Linked DNA regions of Oryctolagus cuniculus: region 1 is linked to region 2. A link is a contact called in public Micro-C data. All regions are on one chromosome and are shown on one strand. Each heading gives the region's core, a stretch centred on a gene start, on an enhancer-like site or on the middle of the called end of the contact. The rest is flanking DNA. Distances are from core to core; before and after follow the strand shown. Region 1 holds the start of YWHAZ (tyrosine 3-monooxygenase/tryptophan 5-monooxygenase activation protein zeta). Region 2 holds the start of PABPC1 (poly(A) binding protein cytoplasmic 1).

Region 1 (6,889 bases), core at 3,964-6,463, 190 kb after region 2:
TGCTACTCCAGAGGAGGAGAGGAGCATGAGTAGTGACAGTACCCACCGCCTTACTAACTGTAACAAGTTACCTAGAGATGAGTGGGCCCTCTCCATGGCTCAATGCAATACTGGGAAGCAAAGTTAAAACTGTATAGTCTTTCCCTAGGGAAATGCCTCACGATGCAGAAAGTTTTTCTATTATTTTGTGTGTACAAAGCATGCAGATACCTACCTGGAATTTGCAAACAAGCTTGTTAGCAGAAGGTAAAGTTATCACATTCTCTTTCATTCCTAAGATTGACTTTTGTCTTAAAGAAAATTAGAATTTGAAACATTCTTTTTGAAACCAAAATAAAAATGACTGGTTTTACCAGGTTTGTAAGCGGGAGAAAAACACCAGACTGAACAAAATTCAGTGACACATGCAAGATACTAGCTACTAAGAGAAGCAGGAAGAAAAAACCCAACACATTTCTATTACAGAAACATAGCAGTTTCAAATTTCAGACATTCTTAATACCTATCTAAGCAAACTGTAAGACTTGTAAGGAGGTCATTCCTTTTTTCATATTAAAATAAATGACAGCTGTCATTGTAAAGATTTCAAATAAGCAAACCAAAAAGAATACACCCAAGACAGATGCCACATGAGATGCTGTGATTGTGAGCTCACATTAACTAGGATAAAACATATCACATTCCTTTAAAAGACAACCTGAAAAAAAAAATACCGCTTGAAAATATTCAGTTTAGGAAGTGACGCTATTCCTAGTATAGACTACTGTAAAGGAATCCTATCATCACAATTTCAACAAAAACCATAAACCTATGGCCACATCAGAAATAATCCCGCACTGCTCACTCTAGTACTTCTGTGAACAAGCTCAGAAAGTACTGTACTGGAATTTCTACGAGTCACAGATTCAGTAACCTGTCCAGAGAATGAGAGATACTGTTCCATTTTCTACATAGCCCTGCCATATTAGGGCCTGATATAAGTGTAGCCATTTACACTTTAAACTCCTAGTTCGTTAAACTCCTAGTTTCTAAAACTCCTAGTTCGTTAAAAAAGTATTCATGTGTTGGATCATCTATTCATTTATCAAACTTGTCTGGAAGACATTAAAATTAACCAAAAAGCATCGTTTAAATCTTTTAAGCTTTTAGAGAAGTACTAACACTCAAAATCAAGTCTGAGTTATCTAGAACCTTTCTTCTTGGTGTCAGTGTTCAAACTTGACTTGTAATACTTAAATATTGGGAAGAGGCAGAAGCAAACAGCTTGTGGATGGGTGACTCATCACATTAACATCATAGTGGCTAATCCAGAGTGAGTCCCCTGTCATCTCTTACATAAAACAAGATATGTAAAAATTCCTCTATCTACATATATACATAAGATAGTTCTAGAACCACAAAAATGCCAACCAGGGTGAAAAGGCAGTATTACTATCAGTCTGTGTCTTCAATCAGTACAAAATAAATTATCAAAGCTTATTAGTCTTTAGTAAAATCGATTCAAAAAGTAATCGTTATTGCATTTCTTTTTTTTTTTTTTTTAAGATTTACTTATTTACTTGAAAGTTAGAGTTACACAGAAAGATTAAGAGAGAAAAAAAGACACCTTCCATCCACTGGCTCACTCCCCAGATGGCTGCAACAGCCAGCTGGTGAGGGAGTCAGGAGCTTCTTCAAATCTCCCATGTGGGCACAGGGGCCCAAGCACTTGAGCCATCTTCCACTGCTTTCCCAGGCAAACCAGCAGGGAGCCGGATGTGAAGTGGAGCAGCCAGGTCTCCAACTGGCGCCCACAAGGGATGCCTGCGTTGCAGACAGCAGTTTGATGGCTATGCCACAACGCAGGCCCCTATTTTATCTTTTACACAAAATCATCTAGTTGTTTTCAATTTTAGTTAAAAAGAGAAGTAAAACCAAAGAAAGGTGTGAGTAACATTGATACACATTACAGTAATTCTACATTATAATAAAAAAAAGACAAAGTTTTGTCCTCACCAGTACATCATTGCAGATATCTCTTAGCTCGGTCTCAATTTTCTCTCTGTATTCTCGAGCCATCTGCTGTTTTTTCTCAGCACCTTCGGTCTTTTGCTCAATACTTGAGACGACCCTCCAAGATGACCTGCGGGCTCCTACGACATTTTTATAGGCTACCGAGAGAAGATTCCTCTCCTCGTTAGATAACTCAGCTCCTTGCTCGGTCACAGACTTCATGCAAGCTGCCATGTCATCATACCGCTCGGCCTGCTCAGCCAGTTTGGCCTTCTGCACCAGCTCATTTTTATCCATGACTGGATGTTCTGCAGGAGGAAAAAAAAAAAAAGAAAAAACAACAACAGTATTTAGACATTTTTCTCTCCCATCAAAATAAAGAGAATGAAAATTCTACCTGTGGTAAGTAAGTTATATCAACACTTCAAACCTAGTGTCTGTGAAAGACTGTTCACTGGAGGAATTCAAATGCAGCCTCACAAAAGGATGGTCACGACAGGGAAAAAAAAACTCACAACAACAATGGAGAGGGAAATTCACAGCAAGGAACACCAGTTTTGCACATTTGGTCAAAAGGCTGCCTTTTAAAATTACCCCTTATCTCACTTGACCAAAAATCTCTATCATGAGACCCAAAATTAGAACAGCTTCTCCTCCTTCATGAAAACAAGGCAAACAAAGAACAGTGCCACTACCGTCATCCCTATCTCCAGAACCACAGTCCATGTCTTTTTTCTTTCCTAATACTTACTCTGATCAGGGATGATTAAATTTAGTTGGTGTCACTCCCACCCAATATAGCAACATTTGCCAGCTGATCACAGCATGACAATTTCTGGAACACACAAATTGCTCATTCTTAAAATATTCTGAATATAAAGCCATCACCAAGGATCACTCTCTAACTGACCCTAAGGCCTCCTTTATACCTTCTTATGTGCATACATGCTTCACAAAGTGGCCCAAGGGTCCCTTTCATTTCAATTCCATCCGAGAGCAGTAAAATTCATCACATTGGAAGCATCTGCGTTTCCAATGTCCCCGTTCCAGTTTCAAAATAGAATTACTGCACCGCTTCTAGTACTCACAATTTAATGAGATGTTATCACTCAAGCTGCCCTTTCCCCTAGCTCTCCTTCCCTCATTTAAGGTTCCCCGTACTTTTCAGGTTACCTCCACTGCATTTATCTTATAAGATAGCCTTTCAGACGGTGCTCAACAGCAGAGAAAGGTACTACACCGTACTGTGATACCACAGAACAAAGGATTTAAAAGCACACACAGAGCCTGAAATGAAATGTACTATTAGATTAAAACGGGGGACGGAAGGGCCACTGTCATCTCCCAGGGGAACTGACTTCCCAATATCTCATTCTTTATCTTCCCAGGGAAACCCCACCATACTGCTTAAAAACTCAAAAGGAAACTGGCCAGAGCGTATGCGAGGAGGGCCATCTCAATGTGCAAAATAGTTAACATTTATCATCGAACATTTCTTCTCGGTTCTTCAAAAATAACCCTTCCCATAAAATCGCCAAACATTTTCTGCTTAATATTGCTTCTAAAGAAAAATGGCTTAAAACCAATACAAAGGTTTTCCTCTACAACCCCTCCGGGACAAGGGGAAGTGGATTAGGTTTCTCGGAGTAACTAGTGCTCCAAGGCCTCGCCTCTATATGGAGATGACTCGCCGCACCCATTTAACCCTTCCGCGGCGTCAGGCGTCGGGGAGGGTGCAACGCAAACCCGCAGACCGTGACTTTAAAGTGCAAAGCCTCCGTGCGCGCAATCCGCAACCACCCCTCCTCCTAGGCCCCGCCCAAGCCGGTGCCTTCGCACAAGTCGCCGACTCTCCCTCTTTGTCATGGCGGATCTGTGTCAAGGAGCCCAACCTACCGCCGAGTGTTAACCCCCCGCCCAGAGCAGGAGGGCGGAGCAGCCCGCGCCCCCGCCCAAGTGGAGGGGGGCGCCCGACCCGGGGACCGAGACGCCAGCACCGCCCGCAGAAGCGGAACCACTACCAGCTCGGCCGCGGACACACCCCGCTCTCCCACCCCGCGTCTTCCCCGCCACCGATGCCCATCCAGAGTCCAAGGACCCGACAGCTGCAGCAGGTGGGGGAGGGGGCGGAGAGCCACACCCAGCCCGGCGAGGCCACCACCGGCTGTTACGCTCGGGGCCCGCAAAGCAGGATCAGGGCCCCTGGTTCCAGCCCGGGGGGGGGGGGGGGGGGGCCGGAGAGCGAGAGCAGCCGAGCGCCGTCTCCCCCACCTCCCCTACCCGACCTGGGCCCGGAGCTCCCCCGCGCCACCCCCGCCCCACCACAAGTAGAAAAGAACCAGTCCCCTCCCCCATCCCAACCGGGAAAATTCAAGTCCTTCCTCCCGCCGCCGCCGCCGCCGGTCCCGGGCCGGCCCCTCCCCACGCCGGCTGGCCCTCGGCGGCCTCGCCCTGCCCGACGTGGGGCAGCGCCGAGCGCGGCGGCCCGGTCCCCGCGGCCCCGGCCCCTCCCGGCCGCGCCGCGCCCCGGGTGGGGGAGGGCGATCGCACCGCGGGGCGCGGAGGCTGCGCCCGGGAGCGGGGGAGGGGGCGAGCCGGGGAACCGGATCGGGGAGGGGGCGGCCTCACCTGCGCCACTGCAATGCCCGCCGCGGCCGCCAAGTCATTCTCCCGGGCGGAAGCGGGGACGCACGGGCCAGGGTGGGGACGGAACGCGGCCGGGGCGCCTCGGCCGCGCCTCGGCAGCCGTGGGGAGCCGGCGGCCGGGGGATCCCCGGGGATCTCGTGTCGGGGGCGCCTTTCCCATCCCCCCCCACACACCCGGGGGATCCAGAGAGGGGAGCGGGCGCCGATCGGGGCCGAGGCACTGGCCCGGAAACATGTAGCCGGAGGCGGCCGCAAGCCGCCCGCCCGAGTCCTGCGGAAGAGAAGCCGCCGCCCGTGTCTGCCTGAGGAGACTCCGCCTCAGCTCCGCGCCGCTACCGCCCGACGGCCGGGCCGATGGGGCCGCGGAGGCGAGGTCGGCTCCCAAGCCTTCCGAGGGCCGGCCGGGGGCGAGGCGGCTGCGGCCGGGTCCCTTACCTGTGTCCGGAGTAGGAGCCGACAGACGGACGGAGGCTCACCGGGCTCTGGGCGGCGGCGGAGAGGCTGAGACTCTGTCCCTGAATCTCGCTGCTCACAGGCTACAGCCGCTCCGCAGACACGGGGTTTCCTCCAATCACCAGCCCCGGCAGCAGGGGCACCACACGCACGATGACGTCAAACGCTGCTATGGCAACCGTTGATTGGTGCCCACAGCTCCGGGGGCCTTAGCGCAACCGCCGCTCCCCGGCGCGCGCCCTACCCGCCCGCGCTAGAGGGCGAGCGAAGGAGCGCGCGTCCTCGCCCCGCGACCGGCGCTCGGCTTCCACCTTGTCTACTCGTTCCCCGAGTGCGCCTGGGCAGGAAGCTGCTGTACTTCCCTCCCCACCGCCACCCCGCTTCCTCGTCTTCCTCTCGGACGCCGCGCCCCCCCCCCCCGCCCCTATCCTCCGGCTCTCCCTTCCGCTAATCCTACGGGAAGAAAATGTGTCCCCACCCCCACTTCAGCGTTCGACCTGGCCTGCGCCTGCGCCAATCACTCCCTCTTCAGAAGGGGCTCCGCTTCAGCAACATCCGGGACCTTTCGCTCGCGCCCCCACCCCCCCCGCCCCCGCCCTGAGGCCTGGCCCGCCCCGGGGTCCGGGGTCCGTGCTTCGCGGTGGTGACTGCCGTAGGGCGGTCCGAGGGCTGGATTACGGGGCCGGCTGGGGCGGCCGGGCATTGTGAGCGGCTTTTGGGGGAAGGGGCAGGGCGAGGGCGGGGCCGCGTGCGGCGCGCTCCCCGCAGGACCCCGCCCGGCCGTGCGCCCGCGGCTGCCCAGGGCGGGGCGGACCTGGGTGCGCGGCGCCTGCCTGCCGCGGCCACGGCCGCCGCTTTACCTGTCGGCGCGGGGGAAGAGGCCTTAGACCTTTTAAGGTTCGGAAAAGAGGACGGAGCGACCAGCCCCTAAGTGTGGCTGAGTGACGGGCAGCTTTTCCAATCGGGAGCTTGGGATCCTCGCCCGGTGACAGCGGCGAGAGGACAATGGGTGGGCGCCGAGGCGGGGGCGACAGGCACGGCCTGGCGGAGACGCGGTCACTCTCAGAAAGCCTCGCTCCCGAGCGGGAGAGGCCGGCTGCTTAGGTGGACGCCAGCACACGAAACGGCTGCCTTTCCCGTTGGGTAGTTTGGGTTTTTTTTCCCCCCTACCAAATCAGACTTGGCTATAGAACATAAAGGTCATAGCCATTTTGTCTCCGAAGGCTAGATCTGAGCAAAGTCCTAGTGCCCAGGGCCCCGGCTGACCCAGCCCGGCGGCAGGGAGAGGGGGCAGAGGAGCGGAAATTGCAGGTGTCTCGCGGCCCGGCTCCACCCAGCCGGCGGAAGGAAGTGCGGAGAGCTGCAGTCACAGCGGAAGATGCCCGCCCAGCACCCTGCACCGTGCACGCGTGTTAGTGCTGAGGACTGCCCAGTGCTCGGGTGACCTGCAAAACCACGCAGCAGCCGTGGAAGGCTGGTGGTTGTCAGGGACTCTTGCGGTGCCCTCCTTGGGTGCACAGCCCCTTGGCCCAATACCTTTATTTAGCAGCTACTGGGCTCCCGCCCCAAACACAGGAGACTCGCGACCCTGAGGAGTTGGGCCTCAATTTCTCGGTAGTAGGCACAAGGCGATGCCTCATCCTTCCAGGACTTGTCTTTTTCTACCTGATGGATATGATGTCTGGCCCGCAGGGCCTTTCAAGTCTGGGTTGCTTTTTGCCAGAAGCAACAGCTGGCATTTAGATAGAATAGACCAGCAAGAGGGTTCTGTGACAAAATGTCTGATTCCAAAATGTGA
Region 2 (6,796 bases), core at 2,690-5,189:
CATTTTCATCACAAACCACCTAGGGAAAAAGTATACACCCCCTTTTCATTACTTGCTATCAATATTTTTCCAGTGTTCAGAGATCATCTGTCAGCCATTTAACTTAAGTATTTAGGAAGTAAAGACACCCGTCATTAACAGACTGCAATGACTATTTTAAGGACTAAACTAAAAGTCGGTAAACACTCTGAATGTGTTTACTTGTCTCATGTTTGCTTACCTTACAAGAAAGGATGTTACCAAAAGCAGAAAATGTATCATACAGTGCTTTATTATCAATGGATTTGTCCAAATTTTTAATGAATATGTTGCCTACTCCACTTTTGCGAAGGGATGGATCACGCTGAGACCACATGATGCGTACTGGCTTTCCCTTGATCACATCAAAATTCATGGTGTCCAAAGCACGCTCCGCTGCAGAGAGGACACGAGCAGAGGTTACTCCACACTCAGCGGCCACTGGGGGCCACACCAGCTGTGGCACTGGGGTGGTGGCTGGGCGCGCGCTCCCACAGCTGGACTCGTCCCCTGACCATGCAGAGTGTCGCGCACCGTGTATTGCCAAAAGACAAATACCAGAAACCCCAAGTTTCCCACAGACTCAGAGGCGGCACGTTGCTAATTAACGTGTTTCTGAGACAATCTCTCCCCTTAATTGCCATTTGTATCTAGTAAACCTAAAACCCAGGTTCCTCATCCGCAGCCTGTTTAATGAGCAATATAAAAGACATTAGGCTACTGCACATTATTGACAGGCTCAAAGCAGTTTCCAGACTTGAGCATTTCACATTTTTCCTATCTGCCAGGATCGGTCACTTCATTGCTTATCATTGCCAGTATCATACAAAAACTATTCAACAGTCTTAAAAAATAAAACCTCCTAAATTATGGGGGACCTTTCAGTGACTCATGGCACAACTTCCTATTCCCATGGAAAAAACAAGGCAAAGCCAAAGGAAGGTTTGAAAATGCCTTCACAAACGGATGCGAAGTTGGACATGCTTAGCTGTGTCATTACAGAATTTCTGACTATCAGCTCTGAAATACTTACAACTCACTTTTAATGCTTTCTTGACGCACAATTAATTTTACCTCAATTTTATCATTTTAGTTTTCTTCACAATTGATGATCAATTTACTCTAGTTACATCTGGAAAGTGCCAGAAAATTTCAAATACCTATCTTACAGTTAAAATCAGTTTCTAAAGGACTAAGTTATGTGTACCTATACCGTTAAAGAAACATTTTTTAAAGTTGAGATCCTAAATGGAAAATTCTATCCTCAAGTACAAAAAGTAAGTCCTAAGTAGGGAGAAACGGTCAGATTGAAATCCTGAAACACACAAATTCCACTCCAAAGTAAATGTAAAGTTATCGACAGGACAAATTTTCCAGGCACTTCTTTGTATAAATGAACGCTCCAGTTTCTAGAATATACTGATACACAGCTGTCAGCTCATTATCAGTTGACCACACCCACTCAGCTCCCCTAGTGGTTTTTTTTTTTTTTAGCTGACTTTGCTGAGCCTCTTTTCATTAACTGAATACTGGTCACTTGCAGAAGCTATTCTACAAGTCCATCAATGCAGAGGGGAAAACACACACACACACACACTCCAAAATCTATTTGGAAAAGATGGTAAACCAAAAAATAGAAGACAGAAAAATGCGACCTTCTCTTGAGCAGTCACCGCACTATTACTAGTCAACTTGGAGGGACTGATCACACAGTATACCGTAACCACGGTAACCGAAGTCCAACTTTTCAAGTCCCAAAAAATTCAAACAATTGTTCTTGGGGATTTAAAAACATTGACCGTAGAGCTACCGCCACGTCCAAGCTGCCATTTTCTGTCTCTAGCACACATTCACGGCTTCTGCAGAGTTCCGCTCTCTGATCTCCTCCAGGTACACGCGTGCCCAGAGTGAGGGCTGTCAGGAAGTGACATTCGCAACTCTGGCTGGAGAGCCAAAGGGCAGGGAGCCTGCACTGCAGCTTCCCAGCGTCGGGCTCTGTCACCTCCTGCTCGCCCCAATCACAACTACCCACTTCACCAGGGGAGCACTGGCCGCTGACCCCGTCCCGCCGGGGACCTTAATGAAATCAAGGCGCAAAGTCCACCCTCGAAGACCCTTTCCGCTAGAATAAAAAGGAATTCTTCCCATCTTCCAACACTTGACACGGCTCCAAGCAGCTCAGAAGGGGAAAGAAAATCGGGCCATATCACGAGGAGCTGGTTCTGCAAGTCCACCGGGCCAGACACGGAAGCCCATCAAGCCTCAGATTTTTTTTTTCCCTGATTTCCAAATTTTGGTTTTGAACACAAATATAAAAAGACCAGGCTGGCGGCATTTCCCGCCCGCCCATCACCTCGATTAGTCTGCGCTCAATACTCACTTCTCCCCCAAGACTCCTAGACAGTCTGAGCCACTGCTAGAAATAAAAGACAAACTCCGACCACCTCAGGGGTCGAGGCCGGGCCCCCTAACAAGTACCACCAACATCGCGGAGCAGTCTTGAGGTAGGGGGGGTCGAGTCGGCCGCGAGGGGCCCAGACCGCCGGGGAGGGGTCTGCAGCGCGGCCCCCTCCCACCACGCTGCCGCACCCCGGGGAAAGCCTCCCGGGCCATGTGCGTCTCCGCGGCCGCCAGCCACGCAGCAGTGAACGGCACACCCGCGGGGCTCAGGACCCCCGCCACTCCTCCCCACGTTCAACTTCATCCTAAGGCCCGGTGGCTCCCCCAGGCGACTGGGCCGGGAGCAGGCACAGGCCTCGGCCTGCGGGGTTACAGGGTTCAACACGTGGTGTTTTTCGAGCACCAAACTGCACTTCCTCCCCGGGCCGGGGACGCCGGGCAGGAGCGAGCGCCTCCCACCCACGCCCCGAGAACTCGGCGGCGAACGCTGCTGCGGCTGGGCGGCGGGAGCGCCGGGCAGGGACCGGACATCTCAGCCGCCCTCCCCGGCGCGTCATCACCCCCAAAGTTTCAGAGCCGCCGAGGCCGAGAAAATGGTCGCAAAGGAGGAAGTGGCCCGGCACGCGGGGGGCGTGGGGCGGCCGGCCGCGCGGGTCCCCGGGCGGGCGGGCCAGGGGTGTCGCCCCGCCGGGCCCCCGCAGGGTGGGTGACAAGCCCTCCCACCCCCGCCCCGGCCTAGCCCGCCCGCCGCCGCCGCCGCCGCCGCCGCCGCCCGGGCCTCATGGCCGCCCGCCCGCCCGCCCGCCCGCCGGGCCCGGCGCTCACCGTCCGCCGGCTGCTGGAAGTTCACATACGCGTAGCCCAAGGAACGGCGGGTGATCATGTCCCTGCAGACCCGGATGGAGAGGATGGGCCCGGCCGGGCTGAACTTCTCGTAGAGCATCGCCTCGGTCACGTCGGGGTGCAGGTCCCCCACGTAGAGCGAGGCCATGGGGTAGCTGGGGGCGCTGGGGTTCATCTCGGCACGGCTGCCCGCAGGGCCACAGGCCGCGACCTTTCCGTGAGAGGAGGAGGGCGAGTGCTGGGGCCGGGGGGCCGGCGCCGGGGGGATGGGAGCGGGGGCAAGCGCAGAGGGACAAAATTCAACCGGAATCGACAACTACTCAACGGCCGCAGAACCGGGTCGATCCGCTGCCGCTGGCTGCGGGCTGCCGGTTGGGAGCGAGGGTGGCGGTGTCGGGTCCGGGCAGCGGGGAAGGCCTCGGTCTCTCGGTTCCTTCTGGGAGCTGCTGCGGGCGGGCGGGCGGGTCGGTCTCGGCTGCTTCACCGGGTTATTTTATAAAAGAGGAAGAAAAAAAAAATAAAAGTCTCCGGCGGGGGAGACGCGGATTTTTTGTAAATTTTTTTTTGGGTTTTTAAAGGTTTTTTTAGATTTTTTTTGGATTTTTTTAATAATAAATGTGTGTTCCGAGCCCGGAGCACACACTCCGCACTCTCAGCACTAACCGCCGGGGAGAAGGGGAAGCACCGCCTCCTGCACCCTCTACTTATACCCCCCGCCGCACCCGCCCCGCCCCGCGCGTCTGACGCCAGAGCCCTACGCGAGCGTCAGCGCCGGAGGAGGCGGAGTCAAGGCGGCGAGGGGGAGGAGGGAAGAGAGAGCAGGAGGAGGAAAGAGCGGAGAGGATGGGAGAGAGGTGGCGGCCGCGGGTGTGGGGGTGGGGCTGGGCGGAGGGGCGGGGCCTCTGCGCACGCGCCGCTGCCGGGGGCGGGGCCTCGCGGCGTAGGGCCCGCGGGAGGGGGGGAAGGGAGGGCCGGCCGGCGGGCGCTGCTCGGCGGAGTCGGCTGGGGCGGCCCCTCGTGGCGCACAGCCCTCCCCCACCTCCACCCGCAGGAGCGTTAACCCGTCACCGCCGCGGTGGGCGGTGCGCGGCGCTTCCGGGTTCCTCAGCGCTAACCACCCCGCACGTGCGCGGCCTCCGGGGGCCTTTTTCCCGCCGCGCCGGCCCCCGCTCCGCGCTCCCTACGCTCCGAGGGGACGCCGGGTACGGGTAGGCCGGCGAGGGCCCCTCCAGGCCCAGTGTCCGAAACGTGCACGGGAGGAGCCGGTGGTGGCAGCTTCCCCCTTTTCTCCTACCCGGACCGCACTACGACTCCCAGCGGGCAGCGCCGCCACGCGCGTCGGCCGCGGAAGCGGTGCCTGCCGGGAGCTGCAGTCCTCAACGGCCGCGGCGCTCGCCCTGCCCAACTGGCCGCGGGTGCTGGCCACCGCTCGGGGACCCCAACCGTCCGGGGCGAGGGGCCCGCGTCGCCGCTCCGGGGCTGCGGGGGGAGGGGGAGGGGGAGGGGCGGCGTGCTGGGGTCCGAGCCTCGCTCTCCCTCCTCCGTGTCGCCGGGGTCGCTGTGGCTGGGGGGGATCTGACCACGCGTTGCCTTGAGGTGCTAGGTTGGGGTCACTGATTCGTGCTGTTTGTGTATTTGCTTAGCTGGTCGCACACCGGAGAAAAACGAGTTTCTCCTGAGAGTGGGAGTTGGTCGCAGCCGTTTCGTGTATGGCACCGCAGCCCTGCAACCAGACAAAATTAGGAATGGCCTACACCGCCCCAATTATAAATGTTTAAAGTAATTTCCTACGTTAGTTGTGAGCTTTAATTAAACACTAAATTCACTTGGTAGCCTTAAAAATGCCAGCTCATAGGAGTGACAGGTCAATATACAGAATCTGCCGTCAGGTGGTAATGAGCATTTAAGCATTTCCACAACTGTTCTATGGTGTGTTCCTGACAGTAATCTTGGGTGGGAGGTGGAGAAGTAATAACTTTATTTTACTGGTAAGGGAACAGCCTCAGGTTGAATGATTGCCCAATTCGTTCTTTAATTCAATAAGTGTTGATACATGCCAACTGTGTTGCCAGGTGTGCCCTGTGTATATCTGCATGCCAGTATTTTATAGCTGATCGCATTTAATTTCAGAATTTAAACCAAAAGAATCACTCACGATGCTGTTTCCCCAGTCTCGGTAGGAGGAAGGTAATATTTTATGAAAAGCGTGTTGCCTTGTGTGCTTTTATTAAAAGAGCAAAACTTAGGACTCTGCTTTGGGAAGATACTTGTATTACCAAATGACAAATCTAAGAGGGTACTTTGAAAAGTTCTGTGGAAAAACAGAAATAAAGAGTAAATTTAGGGGCTGATGCTGTGGCGTAGCAAGTAAAGCTGCTGCCTGCAGTGCTGGCATCCCATGTGGGCGCTGGTTCAAGTTCTGGCTGCTCCACTTTCAACCCAGCTCTCTGCTATGGCCTGGGAAAGCAGTAGAGGATGGCCCAAGTGCTTGGGCCCCTGCACCCAAGTGAGAGACCCGGAAGAAGCTCCTGGCTCCTGGCTTTGGCCTGGCCCAAGCCTGGACAATGTGGCCATTGGGGGAGTGAACCAGTGGATGGAGTACCTCTATCTCTGCCTCTCTGTAACTCTGCTTTTCAAATAAAGTAAATAAAATCTTTGAAAAATGTATTTTGGTGCAAAAAAGTTTAAACCCATGTATTTTTTTACATTAGAGGTATTTTCCATGAACTTTTTGAAGGCCTCATATTAAAACTTTTTTAAAATCAACCCACTATTACCTGTGTTCACTGAATTCCTACAAAATGGTAAGTACTGTGTGGGTAAGGAGAATAGATGACACAAAAACCAATTCCTGTTCTCAAGCGGCTTATGATGAGCTCCCTGGTACGTAATAAATACAAGCATTGAAATCAGTGCTGAGCCGGCGCTGTGGCATAGCAGGTAAAGCCACTGCCTGCAGCCCCGGCATCCCATATGGGTTCCAGTTTGAGTCCCAGCTGCTCCACTTCCGATCCACCTGTGTGCTATCGCTTGGGAAAGCAGTAGAAGATGGCCCAAGTCCTTGGTCCCCTGTACCCATGTGGGAGACCCGGAAGAAGCTCCTGGTACCTGTCTTCGGATCTGGCCAGCCGTTTGCAGCTAGTTAGGGAATGAACCAACGGATGGAAGACTCACACACACACACACACACACACACACCTCTGTAACACTGCCTTTCCAAATATTTATTTTATTTATTTGAAAGAGTTACAGCGAGAGGTAGAGACAGAGAGAGGTCTTCCATCTGCTGGTTCACTCCCCAGATGGCCGCAACGGCCAGAACTGTGCTGATCCGAAGCCAGGAGCCAGGATCTTCTTCCAGGTCTCCCACGTGGGTTCAGGGGCCCAAGGACTTGGACCATCTTCTACTGATTCCCAGGTCATGGCAGAGAGCTGGATCGGAAGAGGAGCAGCCGAGACTAGAACCAGCACCCATATGGGATGCCGGCACCTCAGGCCAGGGCTTTAACCTGCTGTGACAAAGCGCTGGCCCCCA

What was found. Hi-C and Micro-C count contacts between places; a contact is called where the count stands out from the background.
Region 1: a Micro-C map of ear pinna shows a contact between it and region 2, with 4 times the contacts expected there. The contact joins the promoter of YWHAZ here to the promoter of PABPC1 in region 2. A contact is called at or near these places in 2 of 6 Hi-C or Micro-C datasets (ear pinna and an unstated tissue).

Annotation. Positions count from the first base shown.
Region 1 is chr6:126,358,152-126,365,040 of mOryCun1.1, forward strand. It overlaps YWHAZ (tyrosine 3-monooxygenase/tryptophan 5-monooxygenase activation protein zeta), which reads right to left and starts at 5,214. Exons shown (of 6, transcript XM_002710718.5): 1 at 5,074-5,214; 2 at 1,996-2,300. The coding sequence starts at 2,289.
Region 2 is chr6:126,164,677-126,171,472 of mOryCun1.1, forward strand. PABPC1 (poly(A) binding protein cytoplasmic 1) reads right to left here and starts at 3,940. Exons shown (of 15, transcript XM_008255797.4): 1 at 3,244-3,940; 2 at 221-414; 3 at 1-19. The coding sequence starts at 3,436. It overlaps LOC138849952 (a long non-coding RNA gene), which reads left to right and starts at 4,333. Exons shown (of 2, transcript XR_011389268.1): 1 at 4,333-4,469; 2 at 4,905-5,040.